Regions from separate parts of the Gossypium hirsutum genome. Here region 1 is linked to region 2. A link is a contact called in public Hi-C data. All regions are on one chromosome and are shown on one strand. The core of a region is the stretch at or near the end of the contact, and the rest is flanking DNA. Distances in the headings are between cores, read along the strand shown.

Region 1 (4,987 bases), core at 754-3,253, 180 kb after region 2:
AATTTTCAGGCTTTGCCCCTGGGTAAGCTACAAAAATTGTCACTTTTTTGTTTGCCTTAGATTACATTTTAGTCATTTATGTTTGAAATTTTATATTTTAATCACTTATGTTATCGTCTTGTTACGAACTACGAAGTAGTCACTCTACCATTAAGCTTTGTTATCTCCCTAACAGCAATTCTACATGGCAATCCAAATAAGTTATAAATGTCAACTTAGATATCCAACTAATGGAAAAGAAAACTAAAAGAAAAATAAGACGAACGATTTTTCTTTTCCAGTTCAAGGTGTAATGAATTAAATTTATTTAATTAAAAAAACTATTCTCGTCTCAATTAAATATTCAAGTTGGCATTTAAAACACATTTGGATTGCCTCGTAGGATTGCCATTAAGGAGATAATGGCGCTTAACTACAGAGTGATCACTTCGTAACAAAACGATAATGTAAATGACTAAAACATTATATTTCAAACATAAATGACTAAAATGTAATCTGAAACAAACAAAAATAACTATTTTTATATTTTACCCTTTAATCTAATACCTAGAGTGAATTTATAGGTGCATTCACCTATATACAAAACACTATAACTTTCTCTAGATTGCTTGACTTGTAGTAATATATATTATTAAGAATTTAGAACATATATGAAAATTGAAATTTCAAATGCTAAATTGAAAAAAATTACATGATTTAACATATTTTATGAATTGCTTCATATTCTAATGGAATAATTTATTTGTTTAGGTTGAACTCTAAAGATTATTTTATTATTTTAAATAGATTAGAACTTTTAAATATTATTTTTTATATTTGTTGAGTATTTCAGAGTGTGTGTCTTTCGAAAGAGATTAAATCATGTATTTATATGATATAGTTATTGTTCATAAATGTGATTTCGTAAGTAGGTTCTCATGTATGCCGTCACGTACTCTACTCTAGGGTTAACACGTGTTTTCTAGATATGGGTTCGCACAATATAAGTTTACCTACATGGTAGTGCAAACCCACATCCTATTGTCTATAGAAAGATATGTGAATACCTCACATGCAAACTCAAAGTACGAACAACATAATGTACGAATCAAGACTCAAACAAATAATCGAATAGTGGCTGAATAATAATGAATACCAATATTGACATTTATTTTACGGTTGAAATTATACCATTTTTCTTGGATCTTACATATTTAATTTCTCTATTTCAATTTGTTGAAATTTATTCTTTGTATGTTTATAAAGTTTCAAAATTTCAATCTTGTGTCAGTAGATTTTATTTTATATTATATGGATAAGGAAAATTGTGTAATAAGTTGAAATGACAAACCATTTTTTATTAGATTATATACACTAATTTTTTAGAAAAAAGAATGAGAAATTGAAAACATTCAATTCATGTGAATTTTGATAATAAATAAATTTATTAAAATGTGAAAAGAAAAGAAGAAAAAGAAAATATTTATTTTTTCAGTCAAATCAAAATGTTGGGTGACTTGACTTGTTCAATGTATAAAACCTCAGCTTATGGCTTGCTTTTTCAATCTATACTCTGAATTTTCTTGTAAGCCATTTGGATTTGCTTAAAATATTCGAGTTTAGACGGTCTAAAAAAAGTTTGCCCGAGTTATGACCGGTTCAAGCTTATATTTTTACTTAAATTCTCTTATTTTTTAAGCGAACTTTTAAATTAAATAATCTAATCCATGTACATGTAGCATGATACTGAAAATAAGATGTCTATAAGTTTATTTTTATATTAAAACTTTAGTAAAAAGGTTGATTGTTTTCATGAATAAAATTTTTTCAATTTTAGATTTGAAGAAGGAAGGTAATCTTTATATTTAGAATCATTAATTTGGACTTACCTTGAAACTTTTTAAATCTGCTTGCATGATTATTTTTACTTTTTTTCTTTTTAAAATCAGATTCGAAAGAATCACAAATTTGCTTTATAAAAAAAAGGCCTAACCCCAGCAATTTCTTGCGGCCTTCCTTAGAATCTAACTGGAAACCAATGCCATGATGCCTTTGAAGTTTGAACCGACTAAAAACAACTCAAAATAAATGGTAAAAAAAAAAATTATCTGGATTTTTATTGAAAAAAGAAAATCGCAAAAGTCTACTTTTACTTGGGAAGCTTCCTCCATCGTCAAACAAATGACTCAGCCATCCCTTCCATTGTGGCTGCCCTCAATGAAACACCGTAGAAATCAACTCCATATTTGGAATTGGACCCACCCCTTTTTCTTCTTCTTCTTCCTCTCATTTAAAACCCCACTGCCTTGTTTTTCTCTCACTCTCTCATCCCTCTCCAATGCTCCTTTCCTCACCATGTCGTACACCACCCACCATGGAGTCTTCTCGCTTTTCTTCTTGCTCTTCCTGCTCCTCTCCCCGCCGCCGTCCTTCGCACAGAACTTCAACCAAGACGAAGAAAATTACGCTCGTTTCAGCCCTTCCATGGCCGTAATCATCGTCGTTTTGATCGCCGCTTTGTTCTTCGTGGGTCTTTTCGCCATTTATATTCGGAATTGTTCCGACGTGTACACCAACAGACAGAGCATCCGCCCCGTCGCCGGGCGTTCATTGCGCGGCACGCGTGGGCTGGACGCGTCGGTGATCGAAACTTTCCCTATCATGGTTTACTCCGAAGTTAAGGGTCATAAGATCGGCAAGGGAGCTTTGGAGTGCGCGGTTTGCTTGAACGAATTCGAAGACGACGAAACGCTGCGTTTGATACCCAAATGCGACCATGTTTTCCACCCTGAATGTATCGACGCTTGGTTAGCTTCTCATACCACTTGCCCCGTTTGTAGAGCCAATCTCGTTCCTCAACCAGGTGACCCCGTGAGTCAACTCACTGCATTAAATAACACTGCCGTCGAGTTAGACCTTGAGGCTCAGAACAATGGCAGTAACTCAGAACCGGAAGAAGAAAGGAGCATAAATAACAACGCTGTTAATTGTCAGGTAGAGGCTCAAGTGGCTTCGGAGGTTGAAGTGAATAATTTGAATGTAACTTTAAATAGGAACCGTACACGTGGATCAAGATCTGGCCGTCCACGTAAACTTTCTTTCTTGCGATCTCACTCGACCGGACATTCTTTGGTCCAACCGGGGGAGAATACAGATCGATTCACTTTACGATTACCAGTTGATGTTCGGAAACAATTAATGAACCGAAAGTTGAATCGGGCGACAAGCTTAGTGTTGCCCAGGGAAAGGAGTTCACGCCGAGGGTACCGAGCATCAGAAGATGGAGGGAGTAATAGAGGGAAACTGGACCGTGGTGCCAAATCGGACAGGTGGGTTTTTAGTATGACGCCACCTTTTTTTAATAGAGCATCTTCCGTGAAATCACTAAAAGTCGCTGCGCATGATGGTGAAGGGACCTCAAGTAATTTGCCGGTTGGAGCAATGGCTAACTCAAGCCGTCCTCCGGTTTAAAGGGTTTATTTATCTTAATAATTTATCAATTGCTATATTATAACTTAAAAGCCACGTGCTTTGTGTAGATATGTACATTGTCTATGCAAATGATTTCTTTATTATTAATCAAATTTTGGTTTATTGATTTTAATTTGGTTTTCTAGGGCATATAAAACATTAAAAATCACAAATATGGTAGACCAAGTCATTAGGAAGATGAGGTTTCTAAATTTATATTTTATTTATTTACCTTATTTTCTTAATAAAAAATATGATTTTATATTAGAATCTAATCAAAGCCTTAAACTTTTAGGTAAATATATAAATTATCTGGATTTTTATTGAAATAAAAATTTATTCATTTCTGCATTTCAAAAAAAAACAGATTTTTTTTAAAAAAAAAGTTAATTCTTAAAGAAAAATATGATCTAAATGAAAAATTATTAAAGTCAGGTGACTCAAATGAATGTACAATAAATTATTTTTCTCAAAATGAAAACATTTCTTAATCATAGTGCCCTTATTACAAACTTCTTTTTCAGTGCAAAAAGTGAAAATTTATGAAAGTTTAGTGACCATTGTGTAATTTACTCTTTTCTTTATGAAATTAATTAATAGCATATCTAACCTTAAATGCAGTGTTCAAAGGATGTCCCCTTTTTATCACCATTAATTAATACGTTGGGTAAAAGCAATTGAGTCAAAATATGAATGCAAAATTGGAGCTGAATAGGAAAAAACCTGAAATTACCGATTAATTTAATTTAATTTAACAACAAAAAGTCAACTTCTAGAAAATTTGACTGACTATGAAAAAACTCAGGTAAAATTATGGATTTAATCCTTTTATAGTTAGTTACTTATAATTAACACTTTTAAATATTCAAATACTTTTTTTTCTTAAAAATATGCTTTCCAACTTATGATCCCGATATGGATTTTTTTCTTAATAGAGTTATTTAAAAAAAATCCACACCAATATTTTTAAAAAAAATTTTGAGCAGTGTTAACTATTTGAATTAATTGATAACATCATAAAAATAGGGATAAACTATAATAATAGTCACTTTTATTTGCTTCAGATTATATTTTAGTCACTTATGTTTAAAATGTTACATTTTCGTCACTTACAAAGTGGTCGCTCTACCATTAAACTCTGTTACCTACGTAGCAATACAAATGAATTTTAAATGCCAACTTGGATGTCCAATCGCTGGGATGGAAATAGGTTTTTAATTAAATAAATTTAATTTGAATTGCCCCGTAAGACATCCAAGTTGGCATTTAGAACCCATTTGGACTGCCATATAGGATCACCATTAGGGAGGTAATAGAGCTTAACGGTAGAGTGACCACTTCGTAACAAAACGATAACGTAAGTGACTAAAATGTAACATTTCAAACATAAGTGACTAAAATATTATCTGAGGCAAAAAAAGTGACTATTTTTGTAGATTACCCCAAAAATAGATTGTCTAAATTATATCAAATTAAACTAAAAAATTAAATTCATAATTCAAAGACTAAAACCATAAATTAACCCAAAGATCATAAT
Region 2 (5,121 bases), core at 1,407-3,906:
CACCAGTATCCAAAAACCCGGACATTTTGTTTATGACGTCATCATTCATTTTAAGGCACACGCCCGTGGGCTAGGCCATGTCCTCCACACGGTTGAGACACACGGTCGTGTCTCTACCCGTGTGTTTACTACCATGCAAATTGACCTAAAATTTTTAAGTAGAGGGGACACACGACCAGGCAACACACCCATGGGAGCTGACCGTGTGTCACACACGACCTAGACACATGCCCGTGTGTCTACCCGTGTGGACCTTTTTAAGGCTATTTTCCAAGCCTTTAGTCACCCTCTATATCATCCATACACACTTAGAGACTTAATGGTATTTAACATGGCCTAATTATACTCTTGATAATCTTATAGATATGATGACTAAGTCACTTCTTATAACCAAGTTTGGGCATTGCTTAAACTTGGTTGGTGTTCATTGTTGAAGAATACCCCTTTAAAGGTTTTGTGGAGGAGGTGGAGAACTTGTTCATTGAGAATTCGTGTCAATGTAGAGATTGTTAAAGTTGTATGACCCAAATCCTTATTAAAGAAATATGTGGTAAAACAAAGGGATCTATGTAGAATCTGGCCCTCACAGTATGGACCATGCTGCACAAGTAGAATCCGTAAAGAACTACACTTCTTCTATTTGACATTGATTGAAATAAGGTTTTTCAACTTTTAAATAAATGTAGTCAAAACTCCTATTGGATCATTCGTTTTTCAACATTAGTGAATTTCTTCTGCGCTGCCCTTGGTTTTTTCCCGAAAGGGTTTCCACGTAAAATCTGTTTATTCTTATTTTTCTTTATTTTTGCGATTATTCTATTACCATTATCGACATCTATTTTAACAGAGGAGATGGATAAAATGCTTACTAGTGTCCAACTCCTCAAACTGATTATCACCCTAAGGTCTTGTAACATAAGGTACCAAATTTTTTTCCTGTAGGCTATTTATTTAGCCCAAACAACAAGCCCATCACTGTAACCCATTTTAAGATACTAGTTGTTAATAAACTTGATTATAGGTGGAGTCGAGTTAATGCAAAATTTTAGGTTTGAGCTTGGCTTAGTCTGAAAAATGGTTTTAAAATTATACTTAAGCTCAACTCAAATTAAAAATATTAAACTCGAGTCCGACCTATCTTACTCGTATTAATCTTTTAGATTATTTTTTATATGAAAATAAATTTAAAAAATATAATACATCAAACACATAAAAAAACATTAAAATAAATATTTCCTAACAAATTGAAAATACATTTAATTTTTTTTATATTTAACTAACAGTAAAATAGTTGCAACTTAGCAAGCAAATGTCTCTAAAATAGTAGCAAAATTTAAAATAAAACAATAGTTACACAATACTTAAACAATAACAATAAAATAGTGATAATATAATATCAAAACATCAACAAAATGACAACAAAACATCTTATTTGGGCTAGGTCAAAATAGACCAAGCCCGAGCAAAAAAACCTACTCGAGGCCTGACCCTATTAAAAAACGGGTCTTATTCTTTGTCTAATTCTATTTTTCGAAACTATTTTTTACACAAACTATTCTACTTTTCGAGTAAACCTTTGAGTCTAAATGAGTGACACGATTCATCATCAATTGCCTTGAATTTTTTTTAAGGGTAAAACAAACTCTCTTAAATGATTAAAAAATGAAAATAAAAAATGTAAACATGGTTGAAGCAACAAGACTCTATTCCAGTCTGAAAATTGGCGCAGACAGCCATCGACAGTCAAAAAGGATGAACAACAGCTTTGACATTTTAAACATTATAGTATCCCGCACTCGCACCCGCACCCGCACCCGATAATGCATTTCCTTTGACACAGTTGTCGCCACATAACCTCACCGTGTTCTATTTCATCCTAAAAATGAATCCCACCGTCATTTTTGACTTATTTCATCCTAAAAATGAAATCCCCACTGTAATTATATAATTAAGGGTAAACTGTCAAAATAGGTATTTTTATTTGTCTTAAATTATATTTTAGTCACTTATGTTAGAAATATTATGTTTTAGTCACTTACATTATCATGTTGTAACATTTTAGTCACTGAGAATTAATTATCGTTAACGGTATAATAGTAAGCTGATGTGACACGATAAATCATCATTTTAAATGAAAATTTTAGGTTAAATCACACAATTGGTCTTTATATTTTTTTTTATTTTGAACAATTTAATTTTTTTCTTTAAATTAAAAGAGATGGAGAAGGAAAGAAAATAGAGAAGAAGCAGAAGAGAATGAAAAATAAAGAAAAAAAAAGTTAAAAGAACATAAAAGAAAAAACTGCAATTGCTCAAAATGAGAAAATATAGAGACCAATTGAATAATTAACCTAAAATTTTTGTTTAAAATGATGATTTAACATGCCACAACAGCTTACTGTTTCACTGTTAACGAAAATTAAGGACTTAGTGACTAAAATATTATAACACTTACTAAAATGTAATATTTCAAACATAAATAATTAAAATATAAGTTGAAGAAAATAAAAATGACTATTTTAAGAGTTTACTCTAAAATTAATTATAAAATGAAAAAGCCAGATCTCTAAAAAGGGCAAAAGAGACAATGTTCATAAAATGAGTTGGATTTGAATTATTTTAATATGAAAGAATCCAAAAATCAAATACTAAAAAAATAAATGCAGAAATTAAGACCGTTGAAAACTCTGAAAGAAAACGCAGGAAAGACAAATGGAATCTTATCCCATTGAATCGTGTAAACAATGCCTGAAGAAATTAAAAGAAACCCTTCAACAGGCTACCAAGCAAAGCTTTATAAATAGGAGAAAAATCAAATCTTTCAAACTGCAGAAATTCAACATCCTACATTTCCATTTTCAATACAATAACCATTTTTTTGCTTATCAATAACCCATTTATTTCCCCTCATTGAAGACAAGAATGGAAGAGAACAACCATAAAAACAACCACCAATCCTGCAAAACCAGGCTGTTACCCAAACGTATAATCCTAGTCCGACATGGTGAGTCCGAAGGCAATTTAGACACCTCGGCCTACTCCACAACCCCCGACTACAAGATCTCCTTGACCGAAGAAGGCCGTGCCCAAGCCTGCTTGGCTGGTTCCCACCTTCGGGACCTTGTTTCCAGCCATGGGCATTGTCCCGATTGGCGGGTCTACTTCTATGTCTCTCCGTATGAGCGCACCCGATCGACGTTACGGGAGATTGGGAAATCGTTTTCAAAGAAAAGGGTGATTGGCGTAAGGGAAGAGTGTAGGATTAGAGAACAGGACTTTGGGAATTTCCAGGTTGAGGAAAGGATGAAAATTATCAAGGAGACGAGGGAAAGGTTTGGGAGGTTTTTTTATAGGTTCCCTGAAGGTGAATCCGCCGCTGATGTTTTTGATCGTGTTTCAAGTAAGTTCTTCTTCATTCTGGAGTGGTTTTTTTTTGTAAATTTTTCTTAGGGCATTAAGCTTCTATGAAGAAAACTGGTCATTTGTGGATGGAGAATCGAATGGTTTTTTATCAGTTCATGGTCATTTAAGAAAAAGAAAAAGTGTAAGTGTTAATTTAAAGTAGTTTAGTATTCTTCACTGATTGAGAAAGCAATAAGAAAAACAAAAATATTAAGGGACTGTTAAAATCAATCTATATTTTATTCTTGTTATTGTTGGAAAGAAATGCTTCTGGAAATGGTACTAATTGGCAATGGCTTGCTTTGCAAATCTGATAGCTATGAACTTCTAAATGAAAATTGGGTTCTGTTGTGTTAATGGTAAAAGAGAAGTAATATTAAGGGACTGTTAAGCTGTTTATACAAGCATGTCTTTCATTGCTTCCTTAACTATGTATGAGCATAGATCTCTTTCATATGTGTATATTTTAAACTCTGCAACAAAATGATGTCTTTGAAATGCTAGGAAATTGGTTCGGTCCCCAAAATGTTTCTATTTGGGTAATGGTCTGGTAGCAGGACATGCAAAAATATTAGATAATTTTACTTGATGAGTGGTTTTAATTCTTCTTATGATAGCTGCGGATGAGTATCGAGAGCAACTTCTCGGGAATTATTCACTAAAATGGTTTTTGAGTGCTTGATTTGCCATGTCATCCATTTTTGAGCGAGTTAACCATAATTGTGTATGCTCATTGTTCACTGGTTTTGAAAGTCTTCAAGTTAGAAGTAGGATTGAGCTAGACATGATTCTATTCTTTCAAGTGATGTTGGTAAGAGATCTCAAGTCTGTGGTTTGATATATAATCTTACTTTGTTCTTTAATCTTAGAGAATGAATCCAAATAATTAAATGCTTTTGATATGTAGTTTGGATCAGTGGATGCTAAATCGAAGATAAATCGTTGATTTTTGCAGGTTTTCTTGAATCTCTCTGGAGAGACATAGACTTGAATAGGCTTCATAGCGATTCTTCTCAGGACTTGAATCTCATAATAATCTCACACGGTCTAGCCTCACGGGTGTTCCTAATGAAGTGGTTCAAATGGACGGTTGAACAATTCGAGCGCTTAAATAATCTCGGGAATTGTGAGATTCGAGTTATGGAGTTGGGACATGGCGGTGAATATAGCTTAGCAATAAATCATTCGGATGAAGAACTGCTGGAATGGGGACTCTCTCCGGAAATGATAAAAGACCAGAAATGGCGAATCGATGGCAACAAAGCTGACTGGAATGATCATTGTACTTGGTATCTTAGGTCATTTTTTGACAATGAATCAGACTCAGAAGATGATGTTGAAAGAAGTTGATATTCATTCCTCAAAAAAATTGGTTTGGAAAGTGATTCTTAGGGTGCAAAAGTTGTGCCATATGAGGCCCTCATTGGAAAGTTCATTCATGTAGATGGATGTAACAAATGCCCTTTGTTTATTTGTTTTTAATTCATTTATAATAATAAAATAAGTATTTAACCAGCAACTATATGTAGCAAGATCATCATTGATGAAAATTTAATAAATTAACTTAAAAACAAACTTTTATACAGCATTTAAATATTTTTATAATAATGGATTTGTTTGAAAATAAAAGGATAATGCATTGATATGATATTCATGTGTTCTCACGGTTAAATTAAACAGTGTTGAGTTCTCTTAATTTGCTTTTGGCATGGAGAATCA

Evidence for each region. A called contact is a pair of places that touch in the nucleus more often than the background predicts.
Region 1: a contact with region 2 is called in a Hi-C map of leaf, with 1.6 times the contacts expected there. The contact joins the promoter of LOC107887734 here to the promoter of LOC107887804 in region 2. A contact is called at or near these places in 6 of 34 Hi-C or Micro-C datasets (hypocotyl, leaf, petal and 1 more).

Annotation. Positions count from the first base shown.
Region 1 is chrA11:111,534,042-111,539,028 of Gossypium_hirsutum_v2.1, forward strand. It overlaps LOC107887734 (E3 ubiquitin-protein ligase ATL6), which reads left to right and starts at 2,004. Exons shown (of 1, transcript XM_016811969.2): 1 at 2,004-3,583. The coding sequence starts at 2,068. The coding sequence ends at 3,450.
Region 2 is chrA11:111,353,530-111,358,650 of Gossypium_hirsutum_v2.1, forward strand. It overlaps LOC107887804 (phosphoglycerate mutase-like protein AT74), which reads left to right and starts at 2,657. Exons shown (of 2, transcript XM_016812032.2): 1 at 2,657-3,400; 2 at 4,358-4,921. The coding sequence starts at 2,923. The coding sequence ends at 4,752. It overlaps LOC107887812, which reads right to left. Exons shown (of 1, transcript XM_016812039.2): 1 at 5,019-5,121.